Regions from separate parts of the Gossypium hirsutum genome. Here region 2 is linked to region 1. The links are chromatin contacts, called in public Hi-C maps. All regions are on one chromosome and are shown on one strand. The core of a region is the stretch at or near the end of the contact, and the rest is flanking DNA. Distances in the headings are between cores, read along the strand shown.

Evidence for each region. A called contact is a pair of places that touch in the nucleus more often than the background predicts.
Region 2: a Hi-C map of leaf shows a contact between it and region 1, with 1.9 times the contacts expected there. The contact joins the promoter of LOC107899319 here to the promoter of LOC107899314 in region 1. A contact is called at or near these places in 5 of 34 Hi-C or Micro-C datasets (all in leaf).

Annotation. Positions count from the first base shown.
Region 1 is chrD04:45,265,678-45,271,921 of Gossypium_hirsutum_v2.1, forward strand. It overlaps LOC107899314 (expansin-A6), which reads right to left and starts at 2,194. Exons shown (of 3, transcript XM_016824994.2): 1 at 1,957-2,194; 2 at 1,444-1,762; 3 at 236-984. The coding sequence starts at 2,122. The coding sequence ends at 675.
Region 2 is chrD04:45,414,630-45,420,873 of Gossypium_hirsutum_v2.1, forward strand. It overlaps LOC107899319 (hsp70 nucleotide exchange factor fes1), which reads left to right and starts at 3,847. Exons shown (of 6, transcript XM_016825001.2): 1 at 3,847-4,108; 2 at 4,211-4,353; 3 at 4,450-4,500; 4 at 4,867-5,088; 5 at 5,195-5,297; 6 at 5,509-6,244. The coding sequence starts at 4,023. The coding sequence ends at 6,022.

The DNA.
Region 1 (6,244 bases), core at 944-3,443:
AAATTTCAGTTCGGTTAATTTTAAAAAAAAAAATCGGTTCGGTTAACGGTTAAAATTTTTAGAAGATCGGTTAATTCAGTTATAGTAATTTCGGGTCGGTTAACCGAATCAACACCCCTAGAAATGGCCCACTTCCTTTATCACAATCTTCATTGTAATTGCCATTGCAACAAAGACAAAGAAGCAATTGCCTTTTCAACTATTTAACGTAGAGACACGAGAAAGACATTGCAGATCAAGAAAATATTGTTTTGGTTTATCTAAATCTCTCTTATTCTCATAGCAGTAAAAATGAAATTACTATATGACTCGAGTGCTGCGGGCTGCATGTTTTCTTTTGCTTTGCAGCCGCTTCAGCCCCCCCACCTTACAACTTTTTTTGCCATCAGCTGGAATTTTTTTACTGTTACCCACCAGCTTACTTGCAATTCACAAACAAAAGAAATACAAAATGCGACACTCATGACTCAAATCCAACAACACACACAATGGTCACTTGGTGACTTTGCTATCTATTTTTCTTTTCCGTAAAATCCTACCCAAAAGCCCATTTTTACCCACCCGCCACTTCAAATTTTCCCGAGAAAATAAAGGAAATTTGAAGGGCAGGAAACAGAAAGTCAAATTGAAGAAGTGGCAATAAAAATTAAAAGGGAAAAGAAGTGTGTTTAAAATCAAACACGGAAATTCTTTCCGGTGAAGGTTTGTCCGAACTGCCAATTAGCTGGAGCCACGTTCCAGGAGGTGGAGGTTCTTCTATCACTGCCCGTCACTCTAAACGAGAGTTGTTGGCCTACCAAAACGGCGTTGGACTGCCAGTTCTGACCCCAGTTACGGCTCATGCTCAACCAACCGGTGTTGGTTCCTTTCACGCTCACCTTCACAATATCCCCTGCACCCGCCACGTTGGTGACCAAAACCAAGTTGAAATAACGGAATCCGTTGATAGTGAATCTAATTCCACCTTGCTTTCGGCATGGCACTCTGTCAATCAATCAATAATTTAATAAGAAGGGTGTTTGAGGAAATTACATAAATTGAAACCCTTTTTTCCTGCATTAATGATGGGATGTCGTCAATTTTGTCGTTTAAGGAGGATGTCTGAATGGGCGGAAAATGTTGGTGATCCCCAAATTTACAGTACTGCCCTGGTAATCATGGGGAATCGAAAGAGGAGGGGTGTTTGGGTCATTCCAGGCGTCACATGAAAACCGTTGGATCTAAGTGTGGGTAAAGGACATTAAATTCTGGATTGATTCTCAAAATCTCAACAGACCCCGAGATAATGAGGTAATAAAGGGCGATTCTTTTGAGGCCCTCCTTTTGCCTTTCCCAAGGAAGTACGTAAAAAGTTATCTTAATTAAAAACAATACTTTACACATTTCACCACCCTTTTCTTCGTAAAAATAATAATAAATGGAAGAGTAATGAGGGAGACTGACCTGCGGAAGGAAACGGGGACAATGCCAGCACGGTACTCGGCCATCTTAAGGAACATAGGCATGGCAAGGTCAAAGTGAGGGCGAGGAGGGTTACACCAGCCGCCATTATCACTTGGGAGAGCATAGTTAGGAGGGCAAAAGTTAGTAGCAGTAATAAAAATGGAAGGGTTGCCTGGGTGGCACCATCTTGGGTCATCCGTGCACTTGATCTCAAAGCAAGCTCCGCAGCTTAGCCCATTGTTGAAAAGGGCTGTGCTTAATGCTGCAGTGTTCACGCCATATCCTTGGCTGTACAGATTCCCATACCCACATGCACCGCCTCAACAAACAAAAAAGGGAAACAATGGAAGACATTTTAATGGACATGAAGAATGCAATGCAATAAAAAAAAAGACAAAATAGAGAATTTGTTGGAAAATGCATGTTAACAAAATGGGTTATTTATTTACTGCTTTGCACTAGAAGTAAAACAAAATATTAAATATTATAAGATTAATAGAAAGAAAGAAATACCCATAGTTCCAGAAGCATCACTGCCACCATAAAAAGTAGCATGGGCAGATTCCCAAGAGCCACCATTGTAAACTCCAGGGATTCTTGCATTCACCATGCCGAAAAGGCACATCAATGAAGCAAAGCATAGCAGTGTCGAGGAAGAAGAAGAAGCGTCAACAGCCATTGTTTTATTTAAAGAGGAAATTAAGAGATAAAATAAAGAAAGGGTGATTCGTTAACTTTGGGGCGAATGGAAAGCGGGAAGAAGGTGGGGGGGTACTTATTGAGGAACCGGAAGAGTAAAGAGTGGGGGCCCACAATGAATGAATGCAGTCCATTTTTCTGCAATTAAAATTCAAACTGAATTATTTGAAATATATGCAAATCTTAAAGTATTGACAAATGCACTAGAAGATAAATAGACCCCTTCGTATTATTTATTTTTATAAGGCCTTCTACTTTCTTTTATTTACTAATCTAGTCCTTACGATTTTACAGTTATTCTTAATTCAAAACTAACTTAATAATATTATTTACATTAATCAGTATATATTTTCACTTACTTTTGAAACAAAATTGTCTTGTTTTCCTTTGTTATTTATATAAAAGGTTAATTTTATGACTGATTAATTAATTGAGTTTTTTTAATTATATTTAAATATTTAACTAATAAATATAAAAAATTATATTTTTAAATTTAAATAAATATACATAATGTTCAATAAACCTAATTAGAATAAATAATAAGGGTGCGTTTGGTTTGTTGAATCCTAGATTACGTTCAATAATAGAATTACAAGAATGTAAGATTATGTGTGTAATAAAAGATTATCTTGTTTAGTTTATTTGATTGAAATGTAATATGGTTGATAAAATATAAAATTACTTCAAAATAAATTTTACTAAATTTTTACTTTTATAAGCTTAACCATTTTTAGCCTTAAATTTTTTATAAAATTATAATAACTTAAGAAATTCATTTACATTACACCTTGATTTTTTTATATGAACCATTGAATCTAATTATGATAAGTTATTTATATGGTTTGTATTTGTGTGTTTTAAAGAACTTGGCTTGCTTTTAATATGAAAAGTGAGGTCATAAGCATCCAAGTTTTATGTTCAATTTAATGACTTCCCAACAAGTTGAGTTTTTCTTTTTCTTTAACAATGTGCCTCTCTTTTTTAAATTGTTAATGTTTGTGGCAATTTAGATTTTGTTTGATAACATAAGCAATTAGTCTTTATTTTTAGAATTTTTTTGTAAGATAAGAAAAGATAGAGGATTTTATTTTCAAAAAATAAGACCATATAAAAGAATCTAGTTAATCTAATAATTTCATAAAAGAAATAAATTCAAGTTATTAGTTTAACATGAAACACCAAAATATGAGATTACGGGATGGGCGGAATGTTGAGAATCCAAACACTACAATCTCATTCCAAAATGTAATATTATGGGTCGCAATATAAAATTCGGTCAACTAAAATTTAATGTTATTTTAACATTATTCTATCAAAATTAAATACTTACATAACCTTATTCAAAATTGTGCATTTATAATAACACAATAATAAATTAAATATTATTATAAAACATTTTTTAATCCATAAACGAACAACATTTAGCATTTGTGAATGCCTATTTAAAAATTTTACTATGAGAGTTTATTAATTTTAAATTAATATATAATATTATTAAATTAATATACTAATTGAAGTTATTAGAATTATATTGTAAGCATGAACATGTATGAGTGTTTGGAATGGTTGTGGCAAAAAAAATTCTAAAGTTATATTATAAATCTTAAAATTTTATATTATAAAATAATTTATGTGTATTTTATAAAGTTATAACCAAAAAATTTATATTATTTAAATCCTAAAAAAAATTTTAAAGTTTTGACCAAAATGTTTATTATAAAAAATAATTTACATGTTATAAAAGTGTTACAAAAATGTTATAATATACTTATTTATAAAAATTTATGACCAAAAAGTATGGATGCAACTTATTTACATGTCTATGCCATATATGATAAAAAATAGTTATTTATAAAAAAAATGCTATAATTTTTTGTCATACTATTTATCCAAGTGTTGTGAAAGTTATTAGACATTTTATAAAACTTTTTGTATATTATAAATTTTATATAATGTTTTACATAATTTATGTCTTACAAAAAGGGTTATAACCTAAATTTTTCTCTAAATTAAATTTATATAATTTTTTATAAACAAAACTACAAACAATTTGCACAATAAATCCAAATATATTATGCGGTAGACGGTAGTTATGCAAATACAAAAAGGTTTTGTATCATATAATAGGTATGATATCATTTGAGATAATGGTGACAAATAAAAGCAAGAGAAACAACTCATGAACTCTTTAATTCGAGACCTTTAAAGTTGTGAAATGTGATTCAGAGGATATTTGATGTTCTAAAAAAAGATTTACTATATTAACATCACTTCAATATAGGATAAAAAAACAAGGTTGGATCGTACAACTATGTTGCATAGTTCATAACTTCATTTAATGGTGTAATTAGGATAATTCATACTTTGAAAAGTAAATGGGAAAAGACGATCTTGATAATATTAATTATACAAATTCAGATGATGAAGAACTCGATCAAAGATCAATAAATGATAATAAGGAGCATATATTAAATGTTAAACAAGAAATAACCTAACAAGTATAGAACGCTTATGCAATTAGGTTATAATATTTATTTTTCTTGTTATTTTTATTCCTAATCATATTATGGACTAACATATGCATATTATGATTTGATTTTAATTTTTGTTAATCATTTAGAACTTTTATAGTAATTAATATTTAAAATATATATAAATTATGTAATTACAATTTGTACTACTAAATTTGATATAATTATACTCTATCAATCAAACACGTTTTCATCCAATTACTTTGTACTATCCAAACAAAAATGATAATAATATTTTCTCCTGTTTTTTTTTAAAAAGCCCTTACGTTTACTTTTGGGAAAATTAGCCATCATTCTTTCTTTTTAGTAATTTTCAAACCCAAATGAAATTATTTGTAACGATGCATGATTATGTGGAGATATTTAATTGACGTGGCTGAAATGATGTGGATTAAAAATTGTATAAGCTAATAACTAAACGCAAAAAGCCTTCAACATCCCTCTCCTGATTTCAAAGAAAAATTGCTAATTCCAATCAATTTGAGAAATAAAAACAAACTGTTGATTGATTTGAAAAGTAAACCAAATCTCCTCATCTTTCACTTACACTTATTTTATTTATTCTTATATTTTGGTTGTTGAGCTTCTAAAACTTATTGTTTTTAATTGTTGTCGCATATCAAACAATACAAAATACAACATTGGTGAATAGAATACAACTCAGTTTTTTCTTAGTTTACTTTTAATCAACCAATCTTCCAAACAATTCACCAATCTAGGACTACGCCAGGCGGGTATTATATTATGTATAGAAGTTATCTAAATTCTATTGTATTTGTTAAATCTGAATATTTACACGCTATTTATAGAGGTTATCTGGAGTCAAAATTGTTCGCCAAATCTGGGCTTCCTCATGATATGTAGCATGGTTGTTTGGGATTCCCTGGGATGATTGAGAATGTTTCATCCATCAGAATGAGTTGTGGTCTGATATAATTTTAGATATGATCTGACTAGTATCCTGAGAGCTGCCAAATTGAGTATGTGAATCTATCAAAAGTTTGATCCGTACGAAGTTCACCTTAAAAGATCAATTATTATAAGTACCCAACAAGAATAATATCGAAAAGTACACCATCCTAAGTGAAATGTTCAACATCTGTTTGTGTGAAAAATCCATCGAAAGTAGTTTATGTATGAATATCTTTTTGAGAAATGCATTCATTTTCTAAAAACGAAATAAAATCAGCATTGAATGGTTGATGCAGTTGTAAACCAACATCTGACTAAGACAAGTGCATCTTTCAATTAATAATATAGCTACAGTGAGCAGAGATATCGTTCCCACGAAGACTAAAAGTACTAGTAATTATTGTCTTTTTACTGTTTAATCGATAAATTCGAGTGATTAATTAAAACTAAAATTAACTAATTTAATTAACTAATGAACACGGCAAAGAACAAATCAAGAAAATAATCGAGAAAACAACCAAGAAGCGAAACAATACCCAGGAAAGAATTCATCTAGATTTCATCTATCATTATTAATCTAAATTACGCAATTTCTTCACTTAGTTCCTTGATCCGTAGAAATCCCTAAATTATGATAACATCTCTACTCAAGAATAAGA
Region 2 (6,244 bases), core at 2,597-5,096, 150 kb after region 1:
AAAAATTAATTTGGAAAATCTAAGTGATTTTTGGGAAAATTAATTTTGATCAAGTAAAATTAAATTAATCAAATTAATATGATATTTTGGAAATTAATTTTCTAGTTAGACAATTGGCCTAATAGGTAATTGAATTCGAAAATTGGATTTGAGATATTAAATTGGGTCCGAGAGCTCAAAACTGAGACAAGACCAAAAAATTGGTTGAATCGGGCTCGGTATGTGAAACAGGACCGGCGATCCAACCAGTGGCTAGACCAGATTGGTTGGGTTGTCACTGACCCAAACCGAACTGGCGTAGCTGAAAAGGCTCGGCGTGTCGTAAGGGTGTCACATCTGCATCATTGGACATGGCGATGCCGGCGGCTACGACGACGGCATCCCTGTGGTCAACGATAGTTGGTCTTCAGTGGTTGAACAGTAGAAGAGTTACAGTCCTACTGGGAATCTACTAGAGAATTTGATTTTAGATTAATTATTTAAAAATAATAATATTTTAATATTAAATTTAATTTAATACTTATCTTAATAGTATTTTATTAATTTAATATTAAAATTATTATCTTAATATTAAATTAAATTTAATGTTTATCTTGTACATAAACATTTTATTATTTTAATATGATTTAATATTGAAGCGATTAAGTTTAATCATAGTTGAACTCTTTAAACTCTCCTTATATAAAGAGAGCCTTGTGTCATTATTTTATAAACACTTGAATTCAAGAGAAAATTGTAAAGAGAAAATTCTCTGAAGAGATTATTTCAGAAAGTTTTTAGAGATATTTTTCTAATTTACAACATGACCCAAAAATTTAGAGAAATTACGAAATTACTCCACTAGTAATTTTTGTGAAAAATTTTCTGATTCGAAGCAAGCCCACACTTGACAAACGTGAGCTTGAGGATAGCGAAGAAGACTACTTGGTCGAAGCGCTCGTCCTAGACGAATCGAAAAGATACAATTTTGATTAAGTATTTATTACTTTAGATATCACAACCAAGATTTTTTTTTTGGAAAAAAATTAAAACTCTGATTTCTCTCTAAATTTATTTTCCGTTGCATTTTCCAAACTCATTTCCTAATTACATTTGAATTTTTGCTTCCTTCTCCAATCCAAATAGAAATTTTCTTTTCTTTTTCCCTATTTCTTCTCCCTTTTCTTTTCCATCCTCTTCTTGGCATCATATTTTCTTTCCATTGTTGAAATCTTTTGCTTCCAGAATCAAAATTCAATCATGTTCAAGTCGTTCCCTTACCGATTGTCAATTTCGCCATTGATAGCATCTGATATTTTTCATCAAGGTTCAGTAAGTACATTTGTTTCGATTAGTAGAACTCGTAAATTCCACAATAGCATCGATCCACGTCGATCTTTCAATTTGATTACGTTCTTTTATGATTCTTTCCGAAATCTTCCATTAATTTTGATTAAATCTTGATACCCATTGTTAACTCATGCATAAATTTAGTTTGAAAGGCCTATTTTTGGTGCATCAAATCAAATTTGATCATGAGGGACTTTGATCGTGCTTTTGGTGAAAGGTGTGTATTTTTTATCAAGCGAACCAGGGCAAATTGTCCCTAGGATTAAGGCCACACGATTTGCTAAATGGGTGTATGGACTACATGACCCTTTATACGGCCATGTATCCTAGAAACTTAGGGTAGTTCGAATCTCACATGTCCTACCACACGACTGTGTCTCTCCTATAGGTTAATTTTGCAATTTCCACACGACCACAGTTTGTTACACGGCCGTGTGATCCTTACTTTATAGTTTTGCCCATAATTTTATGATTTGTTCAATTTAGCCCTAAATAGTCCGAACACATGACAAACATGTCTTTTGCTACTGAATTGATTTGTTATGAACATATTATTTACTGTATTGATATGATATTGGCATATTAATTGCTATCGTATTGATCTGTTATAAACATATTAATTGCTACCAAATTGATCTGCTATAAGCATACTAATTGTTATCGTATTGATCTGTTATAAACATGACATATTACATTGCATGGTGTTGGATGATATGTACGGAGGAAACATTGGTAGTTTATTTGCAAATTTGCTGTGCAAACCACAACCATCGACAGTCTATCTATAAATTTGCTGTGCATCCACAACCAAAAGTAGATTCTATCTGTGAGATTTTGCTGTGTATCCACAGCTAGAGGAAAATTCTATTTGCAAGATTATGTTGGGCATCTACTGCTAGTGGCAGATCTCATTTGCAATATTTTGTTGTGTGTCCACAACCATTAGCAGTTTATTTGCAGATTATTGGTGGTTAAACCACAACCCGGTATATAGGTTGATTAGAGTTCAGAGGAAACTCCCATTTTGGTGTATAGAAGAGTTGGGTAGGATTTTTCTTTGATATAATGAAATTGCATTGCCATTCATAAATGCGTGCATACATAAACTGTGAATTCTGAGATATTACATTGATGATTGATTCATAAAATTGATACTCTGAATTGATAATTGATTGTGATCATTCTATGCGTTACTATTTAGTATGTTTCACCGATTGTTTGCACTGATTTTCTTATAATTGAATTCACAATGAGCTTCATAGCTCACTTCCCTTTTATTACCATCTCTACAGATAACCCATTAGGTTAGAACGCGAGCACGTCATTCGGAGGGTTTCAGCTCTGTTTTGTTTTTATTAAAATATTTTAAATTTATTATTTAATATTTTGTTACTCAGAGATTATATTGTTTTATTTTAAATTTGTGGCACGAGACTCAAGATTTGAGTTTAAATAGCATGCATGGCATTTAATTTAATTTTAGGATGTGGAAAATATGGTTTTTAATTATTTATGCATAAATTCTGATTTTTACTAAATTAAAACTAAGTTGAATATCATTTTTCCGCTGCTAGATTGTAATTGAAATTGTGGTAATAAATAAATGAAAAATTAACTATGTTGTCTTAAAAGTAGTCACCATTACATAGGAAAGTTAATCTAAATCGGTTTTTTTTATAACTCGTAAACTTTTTTAAAAATAGACTATGTTTTCTACTAAACTAAATAAATATTTTAATATGACTGTTTATAAACTCCAGTAACTCTGCTAGGCCATTTTGGTGGCTAATGTAATTTTTCGAATTCGGGCTTAACATCTAGACTAGGTTGGGAAGGTTACATCTTTTTTCTTTTCCAAACTTAAAATCCCGTTTAACCTTAAGAGTGTGTTTGGATGAAGTAAGCATTTTAAAAATCACCAATTCAAAATATTAGTATTTATATTTGATTTGTTTTGATAAATAACTGATTTAGGAAAAAAAATAGGTTATTAAAATTTTACAAATTTAAAAAAAAGTATAAAAGAAGAATAATTAGATTAAAAATAAATAAAATATAAAAAAATCAATAGGGATTCCATTATATTTGTAAAAAAAATTATAAATAATTTTAATAAAAATAAATAAAAAAGGAATTTGAAGTGTAACTTCAACCCCAAAATGTGAGTTGTTCCTCTTTGGATCATGTTTTGGAAATGTAAAATTTTGTGGTTGCATGGGGTTCGGGGAGGAAGTTTGATGAATTCAAATGGAATGAGTTTTGAATAGGATTGTGTGTTTTTATTGTTTTGGATTGGTTAGAAATGTTGGGAGTGAGGGATAATGGGTGGTGGTGAAAGAGTATGGCAATAGTGTGGGATGGGATATTTTGGATTTTACTGTAATTTACCCTTAAAAGAACACTTTGTAAAAGAAATAAAAAGCCTATACTGGGCCTTTAAACCCAAACCGACATAGTGAATTTGGGCCCATGGGTAGATCCAATCAAAATGCAAAGCTTAGGTCTTTCAGTCGAGAAAAGTCGGTAGGCCGCAGCGCTTTCCGCCACTTTCTAATCTAAAACGAAAAGTCTCGAATCGCCTGGAATTTTCGCTGAAATTCTCTATTAAAAGGAATTCCGACCAGTTCTGCAGAATCCCTTGTTCAATTTATTTGCAAGAAACGAAGGTTGTGATTTAGTTAGAATAAGAAACTATGGCCAAAGACGGACCCAACTGGGATGGATTGCTGAAGTGGAGCATTGCTAACTCTGATGGAACTCGACCTACTCGTAATTTAAGGTAACCCCATCTTTTTTTTCCTCAAGGACCTTTTTTTTATTTTATTTTTACGATCGTCAATTGATATTTAGCGGGTAATCAATTATTCGTTTATTTGTTTAGTGAGGAAGATAAAAGATGGTTTATGGAAGCAATGCAATCGCAGACCGTTGATGTGATTAAGCGAATGAAAGAGATAACTATGGTTATGCAAACTCCAGAGCAGGTTTTGGAAGCTCAAGGAGTTACAGCTGCTGATATCGAAGGTACTATTGCACAATCCCCAAGGTGTTTTCAAGCTTTCTCTTTTGTTTCTAGGTTTTAAGAGTACCTTTGTTTGCTTACTGATTTGATGGTGGCAGATATGTTGGATGAGTTGCAAGAGCACGTTGAGTCTATTGACATGGCAAATGGTAAGTTCTATTGTTTTGAGATTATTACCTAGCTGTTCTTTCCTAACTGATTTCTTTATCATGAATGCTTAATTTGATGCATTACATTGGCTGCTTAGAATTTCTTTTTTGGGATAAGTAATTCTTTAGGATGCTACCAATAATGGAATTGGGATTTTCAATTTCATAGACTTGTTGCATCATATAACTTCTATTTTTTAGCCTTGATACCGTTCCTGCAAGTATAAGTTTTGTCTGTGAAATGGCTGTAGGAAAAAACGTCGCCCTTTATTTAGCCCTCTAGTCTTTTCAACGGATCTTTAGCCTGTTTGTTTTCATCCACTTTCGAAAAATCTATACTTAACACAGTCTGTGCATTTGAGGCAGATCTACACTCAATTGGTGGTTTAGTCCCTCTCCTTGGTTATCTGAAGAATTCACATGCTAATATTCGAGCCAAAGCTGCAGAAGTCGTATCCACCATTGTACAAAATAATCCCCGGAGTCAACAGTTGGTTATGGAAGCAAATGGCTTAGAGCCTCTCCTTTCCAATTTTGCCTCTGACCCTGATGTAACTGTTCGAACCAAAGCACTTGGTGCAATATCTTGTGGGTACAACTGTTGTTCTATAGTATACTTCTTAATTCTTAATTTCAGTGAACATGCTCATACAAAAACATGACATGGCATTTTCTTTTTGCAATTGGATTTCAGCCTTGATCCGCCACAACAAACCCGGTATTGCTGCATTTCGACTTGCAAATGGTTATGCAGCCTTGAGAGATGCTGTGGGAGCTGATAGTGCAAGATTTCAAAGGTAATCTTGGGATAGGTCTTTGTAGTCCGGGTCTGCATCATCTTTTTGCTGTTATTAGGTTTCAGGGTTTCATTCTAGGATGTCTCCAACGTATGAGGAAATGATTTTTAGATATCAAATAAATTCCTATAGTTCAAAGATCACTTGTGTATTTTTTCTCTGGTTAGTTTCCCTACTATGGTTTTCTCATTTAATTCTCTTTTTCTTCCAGGAAAGCCTTGAACTTGATTCAATATCTACTGCATGAAAATTATTCAGATTGCAATGTTGTAAAAGAGCTGGGGCTCCCTCGTGTAATGTTGCATCTTGCCTCGAGTGAGGATGCAGAAGTAAGAGAAGCTGCTCTTCGTGGTCTCCTTGAGCTTGCCCGGGACAAGACAGGTGGGAGTAATGGTGGTTTAGGTGAAGAAGATGAGAAGCTGAAGCAAATTCTCGAGGATCGAATTAAAGGTATCAGCTTGATGTCTCCTGAAGACCTTGGGGCTACTAGGGAGGAAAGGCAGCTTGTGGACTGCCTGTGGAGTACATGTTATAAGGAGCCTTCGTCCCTTCGAGAGAAGGGACTTTTATCACTTCCCGGTGAAGATGACCCTCCACCTGATGTTGCCAGCAAGCATTTTGAGCCTCCTCTCAGAGGTTGGGCTGCAAATCATACTGGCGATTCAAAGCCCAGAGTGAAAAAGCAAGAGGCTCCTCTATTATTAGGACCAATCCCTCCAAACTGACGGAAACCAATATTCAAGGTACCAGTACAAAAAATCAAACTGAATCTGAAAGGGGCTGGGAAATCTTCACGTATAGGCTGAAGCCGTAGGCTAGTTTATTTATCATATCCTGATAAAATTAGCACTAGATTTGTTTATTTTCACTCTGTTTTTCCTTATTGCACGCTGTTATATGCCTCTGGGTATGTGTATTCTCCTTTGGCTTAATGGAAAAATTATTAG